Linked DNA regions of Gossypium hirsutum: all the other regions are linked to region 1. The links are chromatin contacts, called in public Hi-C maps. All regions are on one chromosome and are shown on one strand. The core of a region is the stretch at or near the end of the contact, and the rest is flanking DNA. Distances in the headings are between cores, read along the strand shown. Region 1 holds the start of LOC107945856 (chitinase domain-containing protein 1). Region 2 holds the start of LOC107945871 (G-box-binding factor 3). Region 3 holds the start of LOC121224121 (CMP-sialic acid transporter 1).

What was found. Hi-C and Micro-C count contacts between places; a contact is called where the count stands out from the background.
Region 2: a contact with region 1 is called in a Hi-C map of leaf, with 2.4 times the contacts expected there. The contact joins the promoter of LOC107945871 here to the promoter of LOC107945856 in region 1. A contact is called at or near these places in 3 of 34 Hi-C or Micro-C datasets (all in leaf).
Region 3: a contact with region 1 is called in a Hi-C map of leaf, with 2.5 times the contacts expected there. The contact joins the promoter of LOC121224121 here to the promoter of LOC107945856 in region 1. A contact is called at or near these places in 10 of 34 Hi-C or Micro-C datasets (anther, callus, leaf and 1 more).

The regions. Positions count from the first base shown.
Region 1 is chrD12:40,839,098-40,843,488 of Gossypium_hirsutum_v2.1, forward strand. It overlaps LOC107945856 (chitinase domain-containing protein 1), which reads right to left and starts at 2,415. Exons shown (of 8, transcript XM_016879999.2): 1 at 2,031-2,415; 2 at 1,885-1,958; 3 at 1,724-1,804; 4 at 1,558-1,642; 5 at 1,357-1,454; 6 at 1,155-1,242; 7 at 148-502. The coding sequence starts at 2,300. LOC107942797 (phospholipase A1 PLIP1, chloroplastic) reads left to right here and starts at 3,899. Exons shown (of 6, transcript XM_041106718.1): 1 at 3,899-4,391.
Region 2 is chrD12:40,623,362-40,627,752 of Gossypium_hirsutum_v2.1, forward strand. It overlaps LOC107945871 (G-box-binding factor 3), which reads left to right and starts at 1,936. Exons shown (of 13, transcript XM_016880025.2): 1 at 1,936-2,154; 2 at 3,093-3,211; 3 at 3,413-3,457; 4 at 3,568-3,663; 5 at 3,746-3,826; 6 at 4,209-4,244. The coding sequence starts at 3,149.
Region 3 is chrD12:40,683,910-40,688,300 of Gossypium_hirsutum_v2.1, forward strand. LOC121224121 (CMP-sialic acid transporter 1) reads right to left here and starts at 2,629. Exons shown (of 8, transcript XM_041106714.1): 1 at 2,361-2,629; 2 at 2,161-2,244; 3 at 1,850-2,064; 4 at 1,672-1,750; 5 at 925-1,094; 6 at 629-815; 7 at 336-413. The coding sequence starts at 2,411. It overlaps LOC107948189 (mitochondrial adenine nucleotide transporter ADNT1), which reads right to left. Exons shown (of 8, transcript XM_016882657.2): 7 at 4,349-4,391; 8 at 3,591-4,059. The coding sequence ends at 3,976.

The DNA.
Region 1 (4,391 bases), core at 1,165-3,664:
AAGGATTAGCTAATGAGTCAATTATCAAGGTCACATATTTGTTAAGATCACTAGGTCTTAGGCATATGATTATAGTCTAGACGGTCTAAACAACGGAAGGGGGGTTCAAAATCAGCTTAAGAAATATGGGAGAAGAAAATGAAATACCTTCTGAAAGGATAAAATCATTGCCATAAAAATTGATGCCAAGAAATATCTTTGGAGCCAATCTCTGAGCATTGTTACCCGTGGAACCAAGAAGCAGCCGTAAGGTAAAGCGTATCCAGTTGAGAGGTGCATTTGGACCAGGATTATTAGGACCCGAGAAGTCATAGGTCATAAGTGAAAAACCATCTACAGAACCACTCAAGCTCTGAAGATCAGCTGGTCCAAAATCATGCTGCTGGAGCACTTCTGAATGTGGTGGACCTACAACATATACCAACTGCAATTGTTGCTTGGGATTCCTTGTTGATGTCACAGAATGCAGTGTATGTCCGAGTTGTTTTATAAACTTGAGGGCCTAAGTGTTTAAACAGCAAAAAATATTTCAAATCTTTAAATAGAAAATGATAAACCATTTCATTTTCTATTGCTACAGACAAGGAGTTGCCACGGATCAGAACAAAAGAATGCTTGATGATTCTATGAACCTCAAGGTTTGATGTCAAGTAAGAAAAAGGAAAATCCAAGGCTTTCCACATACTCGTTTCCTTTTAGTAATCGGACTTCTATTTTAGATGTCACTAGTGCCTAGCATCAAAAGAAAACTGAGCAAGGCTTCATTCCCATGAACTTAATGTAGAGCTAAAAGGGGAGCACAATTCTTTTGAACTCAAAAGAATGCATAAGAAAATCTCAAACTTGAGCATAATGCTTTGGAGCCTCAAACTTAATAAAGAGCTAAAAGGATTTTGAACCAAAAACATAAATGAAGTACATAAGAAATCAGAAGACTTTGATCCCGAAAAGAAAAACGACAAAAGGAATCAAGGTATCGGGTAGAAAATTGGCATAGCAAAATCAAAGAGTCCAGGAAATAGTAATAGATTTGGCATGCTCATGCAGCATAGTCCACAAAATGCCACTTCAATAAATGTCTAAACCCCATGTCTTTGGGAACCAGAAATGCACAGTTTTAACAAATATGAAACATCAACCAAGGTGATCATTACCATATTCCTCAAGTCTGGATTATGCAAGACACCGTATGCAGCCCATCTCGACCAAGACTCTAGCACAATACCATCATACTCCATTTCTCTATTCATTAAGGAAATAATCCACACAACAAACAACATTAGAAAACATTTGCATAATGCCTTACGTAACATTGTATACCAACAAAAGACCATGGAATAAGAAATCGGAGCTTACTTGCACTCAGTTACCATGAGATCAATAGCTTTATCCATTTGTTTCTTCTTTTTAAGCAGCTCTGTAGGAAATGCTTCCAAAACTATTCTAGGTAATATCTATATATATCAAAAACATATTTCATGATAATGAAAATTACTTTGCTAACAGGCATACAAATTATCCCTAAAAAATAAAAATAAAAAATTAAACTTATATTACCAAAGCATTTCCCCTCATTCTAAGCTCTGATATCCATCCTTTATCAGCATTATGTCTCCCTTCCAGAATCAAGCTGTTTCCATGGCTGGCAACGATTTTTTCTTTTCAATTTTAAAAATTTTAAACAAGTGCTAACTTCAGAGTGTTAATTCAAATTTGGATTTACCTTTTCAAATCATACCAAACAGGTGATAAGTGAGTAAACTTAGAATTAAACCTCTTTGCCATTTCATATCCCTTCGAATTCCTACAAAACTTTTAACTTCAAATAAATAATTTTTTCGTTAAAAAATTAGGAAACTAAAAGCAACATTGAGATGATCTTACCATGGAGTAATGTAAGCCAATACTGGATAATCATAATTTCTTTGCGATTCATTTCCAGCTACGTTCGTATTCTCCTGAAATTACTTAAAATTTCAAATTTTGATGAATATAAGTTCAAATTATATAAATTTCAATATGGTTCTTACAGTGAGGATCTCCTGGAAATTAATATCAGTTTTGATGGGTCCTCGCTCCGTTATGACCGGTTCCAAACGTTTCGTTCCTGACCCGTATTTGTATACGTATACGAGAACAGACACTGCCGGAATTATGATGAAGAAGAGTATGAATATACCGATAAGCTTACGCTCCGAAGCATCTGAGTCGTTGAGTTTTTCTTCTCGAGTTTCTGGTCCAATTCGCTCTTTGCGCCGGTCCTGACTCGGTTCCCCCCGGCGCTCCCGCCTCCTCGCCATTTCTCTCTTTGCTCTCAGTTTTCAAGTCACTGAGAAAGTCGATACTTCGGCCAAAGAAGAACAAAAAGAGGTTAGTGCTTTTACTGACAGGGAAAACGACTTGCCGTTTTGAACAGATTTGGTTCGATATGACAAGTTTACCCTTCACAGGTAATGGTTTTGCATTCCAGTCAGTGGAAGGTGGAGAACAAAAGGGTTGATTTCTATGATTAGTCCCTGTCCTTTACTCAACTTATGAATTTAGTCTCTATTAGATGGGGTCTGTGTTTGATTTCCCATTGTCAGCTTCCACGTTGTTTTCTCGGTTGACGTTCTTGTGACACCGGAGATTAAGGTATGTACACATAATGCCTGTTACAGTAAATTGAAGTTACAAAACAAATTGATTAGCTTATAAGAGTTTGCAACAGTTTACTCAATAAACAGAAAGTCGTAGGTGATTGAAGATGATCAGAGTTAAGATCCCTTGGTAGGATCAGAGTTTGATAGGAGGAAGAAAGATAATTGATAGTGTAAGAGGAGAGAAAGAAGAGTTGTATTGTTTGATGTTTGTGGGTTTTAAAAGGGACGGCTCTGGACATTCTCAAGACATCATACGTTATTTTGGTATTAGTTTCGTACTTCCTGTAACTCAGTTGACCAATTGATATTCTGTCCTCATAGATATAAGTTGTAATATCATACCAAAATATATATATATGACATATAAGTGGAAGGTATTTTGTCCGCGTCAAGGACATGTCCCCCATGGTGTGAGTCTGCGAGGTCTTGGGCTCGTAAAGTCATGGGCTCACCAGTGTTCTTAACTCGTAATATAATTTTAGTTTGTGGCTTTGATCAACAAAATTGACAGGATGTAAGACGAGTTCACTAGATGTAGGTATAACAAGATTTAAGGTAGAGTGAAAAATTAGAAAAGGTTGCATTTGGCTCAAGTTTTTAAATGTGATTCAAAATTTATACTTCAATTTTTTAGATCTGATTCAAATTTCCATTCGCAAATTAGGAAATTATAGTTATACAAATCCAAATAAATTTTATTTTTATAATTTATATATATTTAAGAAATAAAATTTTTATATTTAAATTAATAAATATAATTTATAAATACTATAAAAACTAAAAATTAATTACATAAAAAATTAAGCGGATGAGCTTTTAAAAGCCAAAATACTACATTACATTCATAATTTTTCAAAATCAATCCAAACCAAATTGTTACCTCTCTTTCTTAAAATTCTAAATCAATGTTGATTACAAACATCAATTGATTCGTGGCCTGTTATAGATAGATTGAACTAACAATTGAATTGAATTGAATTTTATAATTTTTTTAATAATTTACTTACGTTGTATTGAACAAACTGATCTGATCGGAAATTAATTATCTAACTAATTCAACCACCAACTCAATTCTAAAAATATTTTTCTTAATTTTAATGTTTTTAGAATCGGACTAGCGATTAAATTTATCAGACCACCAATTTATCATTTTGACTAATTCAATTAGAAAAAAAAAACCTAAATTCATTAATTCAGTTATTGATTCAATTAATTTTTTAATCTTATTGTCCAGATTAATACCTAAATTGATTCTCTAGTTAAAACATTATTGCTTAACCATGAGGAAAACCTGAAAAAAAATCCTCGAGAAAAAAGAAAACAGAGAATAAATTGAAAATCAATGAACCTTGAACAACACGAGAGATACAGATGCTGCTAGCCCTTCTTCAGATGACGCGTGGTGATCCAACATTTTTGGTTAAAGGGCACATTGGGGGATAATCTTTGTCTATAGTTATACGTGGCGATTTCTAAGGTTACCACAAAAAGGCTGGTTTTATTCAAATCAATTGATTTTCGTGCCTCCGCCGTAACAGGCGGTTGTAAATTGGCGGGAAATAAAGGATCGAGCAGAAAGACAGCCAATTAACGGGGTGGAAATGTGGCAGCAACTGGCAGTGGGCCGCTTCATGCAACCACACATTTGGCCGGCGCGGATCTACTGAATTTACGTTTCTACCCCTCTGCTTACCATCATAATATAGCAAATGCCTTCGGAAAACAAGAAGGGCGTTTTAGTCATTGAAA
Region 2 (4,391 bases), core at 686-3,185, 220 kb before region 1:
ATTAACATTGTGGTTAGTTACCCTTAGTTACTCATTTACGAAATTAATAGATATTAAATTGCTCTAATTTTTATTTTTGAAAGGGACAAATATGCTTAATATTGAAATTAAGAAGAACTAGAGAGATTTTTTCCAATTTAATTAATTAATATTATATTGATGATGTATTTTTACATTAATATATATATTGATACCAAATATTTTGATGTATCATTTCAAGTTGATAGGTAGTTTTAAATATTTTTTGTTCATATTATATTTTCATATAAACATATTTCAATTACATATCTATAAATATATTTATATGTAAATATAAATTTTAAAATGATTAATTAAGCACAATAAATTAATTTATTGTTTATATTCTATTTTTAAAAATAAAAATTAAAATAAAAAAAATTAAATTTTAATTTAATATATTAAAAACTTTACTGATCGATACAAGCTTAGATTAACTGGAACAAATTAAAATGCATCGAATTACAGTTAAAACACCTTTTTTATACCACATAAAATTTTTAATTGAAACGAAACTTAAAACAATTTGAGTTAATTTTAAGTTAAAATATGCTTAAAGTCTATGTGTTCTTCATAAATTTAAAATTTAATCCCTTAATTTTTATTTATAAAAATTTAGTCATTATACTTTTAGATTTCAAAATTTAAATATAATTGTTAATATATATATATTATATATATAAATCACATACCAAATATTGAGTTTTATTTGTTATGACTTATATCAATGGCTATCGGAAAACTGAACTTGATGGACCAGTTAGATTAGTTGGACTATCGGTATATCAATCTTGATTAAGAATTAAACTGATTTTGAATAGAATTTTGAACGAACCATTTAGAACCGATTGAATCAAGATAAAAAAAATTAATTGTGTCGATAGTTGAACTAATTTTTTCTATTTATATAATTTTAATAACTTATTTCATTAAAGTTAAATCGATCGATTTAATCAATTAATCACCGGTCCAATTTTAAAATCATTGATTTTAGCAAACACAAAAATAAAGCAGAGCTAAAATAATAAAACTACCAAGGAAATGATTCTTACGTGGCAAAATAAAGGCTAGACCCGAATAGGTCGTGAAAAGTGGCCAATGGTGGATTCCAAAAGATCCATTAATTATAGTTAAATCTCACACAATTAAATTATTCAAATTTTTTTCTAAAAAAACAAAAAAAAATTAAATGAACCATGACACGTCAGCTCACATGACGTGTGGAATAAATTGGAAACCTTACCCGAGACGCGTAGCTCGAGTCATTAACGTACACGTGTACGGATCAGGTGACGTCGGAATATATATAAAATTGGCCAACGCGAATATCGAATGGGTCCAACTCAACAACCAAAATTGTCCCCCCAGCGTATATCCGGTGTACTAAGAGTTAATTGCACTAATCATCCTCAAACTATTATCTTATTTTAATTTGATCTCTAAACTTCAAAATATTCTAATTACATTCTAAAACTATCGATGCTAAACCAATCAAGGTATTCTATTATTGAAACAACTAATTTAGTCATTAAATGACATATAAAATCTTATGTGACATAATTTAAAATAAAAATTCTAAAGAAAAGTAAAATATTATAGAATAACTTTTAAAAATAAAATAAAAAAAAGACAGAATGGACGATAAAATCTTTTACGATATCTATTTTTACAATATTTATTTCTTTAAAATTTTCACTTTTTAGTTATATCGTAAAGATTTTTAAGTCTCATTTAATAGCTAAATTAATGATTTTAGTAACAAAAGGATTTTATTGATATAACATCAATGGTTTAAAAATAGTTTTAGAATATTCTAAAATTTGAATATCAATTTAGAATGAGAGTTATAATTTTGAGATGTTTTGTGCAATTTACTCGTGTATTTACATACAGCGCTCCTTTATACGACACGTGTTTGGTGACGTGGTTGTTTACCTTGGCTGGCGCTTCATTTCTTCTTCTTCTTGTTCACCCCAGCCATAGCTAAAGCAAATTTAAAAAAATTAAAAAAAATTAAAAAAAATCCTCTCAACTTTTGTTCAGTTTTTGAGTAAAGATTAATGCAGTCTTTTTGACTATTTTGTTGAATTATTCTTTCGCAGAGTGAAAGATTTTCGGATTTTTCATATTTTCAAGGTATGTTGAAATTGAAGTTCCGCGTGTATTTTTTTTTTGCGTTATTTTTTAGTGGATTAATGCGTAAGGTTATGTTTGGTTGCTAAGAAAGTTGATGAAACGTGCTGGAAAGTCTATACTTCAATTTAGTTCTTTCTGGATTTTTTTTATTTGGTGAGGTAATGTAGGAAAGTGGATTCAATTTGAAGCTACAACGATCGAAGCTTTTTATTTTTAACAAAGTAGAATCTGTGAGCTGGCTTATTTTTTCAAATCATTACGGAATTTCGTAGGATTTTCTTTTTGTAATTTTTAGCGTTTATCTGTTCATAGATCTCGTAAATTCGTAATAATTTTTTATTAGGAATTAGACGAAGAAAATCGGAACAGCAGTAATTAAAGTATTCTTCTCTTTTTAAAATTTTTTTGGACTCATCTAAGAAAATCTTATTTCATAGGAAAAAAAAAGTGCAGAAATCTGTATTTTCTCGTTGTGTGAGTGACAAACTACTTGAAAGACGGTTATACCCTCGTTCTTTCATATATATATATATATAGATATATATTCTGGTCTTTGCATGTGTAAATTCTGTTTAATTAAAGATTAAGAAGTACGAATCTGAAACTTGTGTTTGTTTCTAGAGAAAATTGATGGACTGCATCAAGCTAGTTCAATGATTACAAATTTAACTTTCATTGATCTGGTGTCGTTTTGAGCATTCAGTAACGCCATATTTGTGTATATATATATATTTCTGTTTTACGAAAAAAGTTATTCTGAAGTAGAATGAGTTTGATGATATCTTCAAACTACATAGAGCCTTATGGAAATTCTAACATTAAATCAAAATGATTGGATCTAATTGCAATTCAGTGCGAATTTGCTTCTATGATTTTTTTTTCCTGAACCATTCATTTTGTTATCAAGCACAATTTCATGTTTCTCTCCTTGATTGCAGTTGAGAGATAGTCAAACACAGTTCTCAAAGTTAAGTTTCAGCTTTGGTGGTTGACCATGGGTAGCAGCGATGAAGGAAAGTCATCTAAATCTGACAAATCATCTTCACCGGCACCACCGGTAAGCTGAGAGGTTATGTCTGTTTAAATGTTGAAACTAGGAAAAAGCTGCACTATTTTATGGTGGAAAAGAACATCTGCTATGCTATGTATGATTATCCAATGGTCGTTGTAGTGGAATTGGCTTAATATTTAACCTTTTTCTGGAGATTAATTTTTAAGGCTTGTATCTGACTACTGGTCAATCCTTTTCTATCCGCAGGACCAGACCAATATTCATGTCTATCCCGATTGGGCAGCCATGCAGGTTATCTACTTTATGCATGCACTTAGTTTCCTCTTTCCTGCTGCTGTTTTAAGGCATTTTTTCAATGGAATTTCTGACGGGGATTTTACGGTTCTTTATTACATATTCAGGCATATTACGGTCCTCGTGTTCCTATGCCACCATATTATAACTCAGCTGTGGCATCTGGCCATGCTCCTTCCCCCTATATGTGGGGGCCAACACAGGTAAGGCCCATGGCTCCAGTGCATTTAATAACTTCATTTAAGTTTACATTCAACTTCTCTGTAACTAATATTACACTTCCAGGCTATCATGCCACCTTATGGGACAACTTATGCAACAATATACCCACATGGGGGAGTTTATGTGCATCCTACGGTTCCTATGGTAAGTTTGCTTCGCCAGTATCTTCTAATTGGAGTGTTATTAACATAAAATAAAAATCTAGGAGTTTACCTTGTTTTGCATTTTTTATATGAATGCATAGTTTTATTATGCTTTGGTGTGTGTCATACGCATACTGTTGTACAATTTTAGTCATTCTTGCTGCTTTATGAGTAATCCTTTTTAATGGTTACCGACTAGTAATACAGGTGGATTCCTTAACGATTACCAGTATAACTCAGAGACACTGAATTTAAAAATGGAAAATTGAAGTCATCCATCCCCCTCCATCAGGATATGAATTAAATGATAAATAAAACCAAGAGCTCTGCTTCTGTTATATCTCATGTTATATTCTAATGCGTTGTTTGCTTCTGAAATCCAGGGATCACATGGTCATGGCGTTCCATCATCACCTAAAGTAAGAGCTAAGTATTCTTTTGTTGAATTAATCTTTTCAAACTGTTGCTATTTTTATCTTTAATCATTGTTGATACACATGCATATACACGGCTTGAATGAGTTAGCTGGGAAGTTGACAGTCTTTGCTTTATGCTTTAAGCTGGTG
Region 3 (4,391 bases), core at 1,379-3,878, 150 kb before region 1:
GTGCATGCGAGTTACTGAGAGAGAGAGAGAGATCTCCAATCCCTCTCAAATTCGATAATGAGCAAACTGGTCCCTCTCAAAAAAAGCGGAGCAATTTAGTCCTTGTCAATTTAATCACAATTGTTTCAGTAAGAAAGCTCGCTTGATTTTGATGGATCCAAGTTGCAGACTTTCGAAATTATCAGGGACTAAAATTGCTCCACTTTTTTAGTGGGACCAATTTACTTAATATCAAAATTGAAAGGGTCTGGAAAGGTCTTTTTACCTAAAGTAACACACCTACATACAAAATTAAAGGCTGGATATCTTGCTCAGACCACAGCAATGAAGCCTACCTGAAGTGTTGGCTTGAAACTGAAGAGGAACACAGACAGAACCATTGTCAATAGCATGGCCATCGATGTGGAATATACCTAAAAGAATAAGTAAAAAGCAAATAGTTGTTGTTAGAGAAATTGGGGAAAAAATAAAGAAAATATGAATTTACCATCCAAAATTGCAATGATCATACAGCATAACAAGGAGAAATCTCCGAGTTCAAATATAAAAACACAAAAAATATATGATGAAATGACAATCACCCTATGCATACGTAACCACAAGCAGAATCAAGCCAAAAAGAAGGTACCTTGACTATATTGTCAGCATATTTCATTAACCATGAAACCAAAAGCCCGGTAGAACCTAGATTTAGCACAACCAACCAAGTTGTGATGCTGTACCCATTAAACAGCCGTTGCCACCAAGGTCCTTTCTCAAATCCACCTCTGAAATCATCCACTACAAGCCGTGCCATATTGAAGATTGAACCAAAACTGGAAGAGGAATGTCGAATCAGAATAAACCAACCAATGATCATATTGATCACTTTAAATGACTTGAACTTTGCAATGAACATTTTGTAATAGTAAAAAGGGAACCTACGTGTACAACTGTATGTTCTGCCAGTATAAGCTGTCGTTGTTCTTCTTCATCAGGAATTCCGTATAAACACCAGCCAATGCCGAAAGACAAGCAGACAAAATTCCTAACATGTATCCTTGAATCGGTGCTGAGAACAGGGAGTCACACGAAGCCTCTCCACATCCTTTGACCTTGATAAGACGGAAGGATATTTGAAAACTAAGTACTCCACTAAATTGTTGACATAAAAGCGTTCGCACAAAAACAAAACAAGAAATTTTAAAATTTTCTAGGAGATAGACCGCTTCAAGGGCATATATTATCGGTCCTAACGAGATACAACAGTTTCCTACAAAGAGATATTTCATTTTTAACTAGTTTTCGCTTCTCACCTTCCCATCCCGAAAATTCTCCAACAATATACAAAGCATTTTATTCACTTAACTCACTGCAAAGAAGACCATCATATTAACTAGTTTTTCCAACTTATTTCTCATTCAATTTCTCTATAGTTATTCCAAATCTAGCAAAACCATTGCTTGATTTCTCATTTCTCACATGGGATTCAAGTTTTAACAAATCAAAATACATTACAGGCTAATTTTCCAACACTTGAGAAATATCAATCCCAAATCAAAGTGTAACTAGTCTTCTAGTGCAATTATCATTCATAACATCTTAACCAGCCACAAACTTGCATCGATAACCGCTGCAGTGCAAATCACAGTGCGAAAAACATAAACAGTTAGTTTTGAATCCGGAGTATACCTGACTTGTCGTTGTTCCAACAGCCAATAGAACAATCGCCATCCATTGTAGATTTGAAAGCTTCTTCTTAAGAAATAACCTAAAAAATCATGAAACAACAACAACATCAATGAGCAACCCCAGTTTTGTACATTAAAAAAAAAGTTCCAAAATACAGAAATTAATAGTAAGCACACACCTGAACAAAATCCCAGTAGTGACAATCTTCAAATTACCCATTATCTGATACGTCGATGTATCAACATACATAAGAGTAGCAAACTGTACATTATTATGGATCAAGTAAATAACTGAAGGAATAGGAAACAATCTAACACTCTTCCAATCCGTTGTCATTTTCGGCGGCGGCGATTTCTTTCGTTCTCTCCATAGAAAAACACTTGATACGATAAGCTTTAAAAAAAACAAATCTATATTAAAAAAAAATAACAAGCCATTTAGATCTAAATTAAGAAAATTCAAGTGAAATTTTTAAGGAAAAAAAGTTACCTTAAAGACCTCAGCAAGGAAAGGGATGGTGGCGTAATCGTATTTATATTTGCCATTGGTCTGTGATAGAGTTGTTAAGATCCCCTGCAAAATGTAAAAGATGAATGTATAGATCTGATCGTAATTTTATAGAGTGGGATAAGCAAAATGAAAAAAAAAAAGGGAGAGGGGGGAATTAGGGTTTGAGGTTTACTAAAAACCTGAGAACTGGTGAGGATGGTGAGAAGAGAAGCTACTAAGTACCACTTCATTATCTTTTTTTTCTAAAACAGTGAGAGGGAAGCAGTTGAACCAGTGTCAGGGAGTTGACGAGGGAGAAAGAATAGAGAGAGACGGGATCGTTCGAGCTACTCAGTGATCCAACTGATACAAGGTCAGAACGCCGTCGTTCCGCCTGTGGTGTTTAATTTCTGTTAGCTGTCGAACTCGATTTGATTAATCAACGTCCGAACTCAGTTAAACTTGATTTAATCATAAAAAATTAATAATCAAATCATTTAACTAAAATCTAAAAGTATTTAAACTCAAAACAACTCAAAATGGTAAATTAATTAAATTTAAATATCCAGTTTCTAAATTTAAAATCATGGAATAATCCAAAATTTTTAAAAACTAATTTAATGTATCAATTTGGTAAAAAAAATTATTTAGTCCTTTCTAATTTCGACTTTGAGTAGAACAGTCCGTATTAAAAAAAATTAAAGTAATCTATAATATATTTCATTAAGTGTGCATAATTTGAATTGATATAATTAAAATTTTAATTTTCAATATTTATATATTTTATTATTTTTATTTTTATTTTAAAAAATTCGAGAAATTTAATCTCAATATCTATACATTTATAGGTAATTTTGTTAATTAAGATCAAATTGATAAATTGATAAAGGATATTAACTAATTTACAATTTTGAAATTAAAAAACATTACTCAATTTCGAATAAAAAATATTTTTACCTATTAATCTAAAAATTTACTTTCTGCTAGAGATTAAAATACCTCATTTGTCTTTTTCGTTTGACATAATATTTCTACTAGATTTCATCGAATCCACAGTGAAAATGAGAAAGAATGGTAACAAATTTACATTTTAAAATTATTGAATAAGTGTTGGATCATATCTATGGTATGAAATTAAATTATTTTGGTTAAAATAATAAATAATGTTCTATTAATTTAATCGGTAATTTCATAGATAATGGAATTGGAACTCGTAAAAACAAAACCATGGATAATAACATCCTTGAGTGTAATCATATCAAGCAGAGTCCAAACTTTGAAATTCAAGATTCTATAACTCAAAACATCAATTTCTAAACTCTCGTTCAGCTCATAATCGAGCTAATTCATTCCTAATTTACCTTTTTATATAATAAGAAAAGATGTAATTTCATAATATAAAAAAATATATTAAAGTAAAAAAAACTCGATTAAACTCGCAAGACATTTGAATATTGCAGTGCTCGAATTCAGCCTAAGCTCAGCTCGATAATTACAAACAAATGGTTATTCGCATTGTTCCTTCATCCTTATTGGCACAACACGTGAATAAGTACAGTGTTTACATAGGAAACATTTGAAGCCATTATAAGACATTATACAGGCAGGCAGTGTCACGAGCCGAGACTCGGTCTCGGTCCGAGTCGGTGCAGCTCTCTGTGTACAAGTTTCTAAAACTCATTTATGAGAAACGAAATAAGAGTACTAAGAAAACTGTCCCTAGTTCACCTTCCTATCTGTTCCATTGCCTACAAAAAAAAGAATAGCAACACACCTTCCTCATCATAAACATTTCAATCTGAATGGGGCACCATTTCAGTCTGATATTCTAATCTCAACCCCTAAAATGTCCTTCACCACTTCATATGTCACAAACGCGAGTGCTATCGATGGTACAACCTGGAAAACAAGAAAAAGGAATAAACAATCAAATATTGACCGTTGAAGGACAAGATTTACTCAGATTATAAGACATAAAACATCCCATTCTGGTCATTTGCATCGGTTAGTGAATGCGTGCTCAGGCTTACTTTTTAACCAGATGCTAATCTTTGCCTAATCCATGCATAAACTCATCAAAGATCAAAATCAAATAATGCAGAGGTCTCGATGATATTTTAGTATGAATTGAAAATGTTATTCGAGTATTTATAAACAAATGAACATTTATGAATCAGAAGAGACTGACCTTAACAGAATTAGGGACCAGACCCTTGTATAATGCTCCAAAG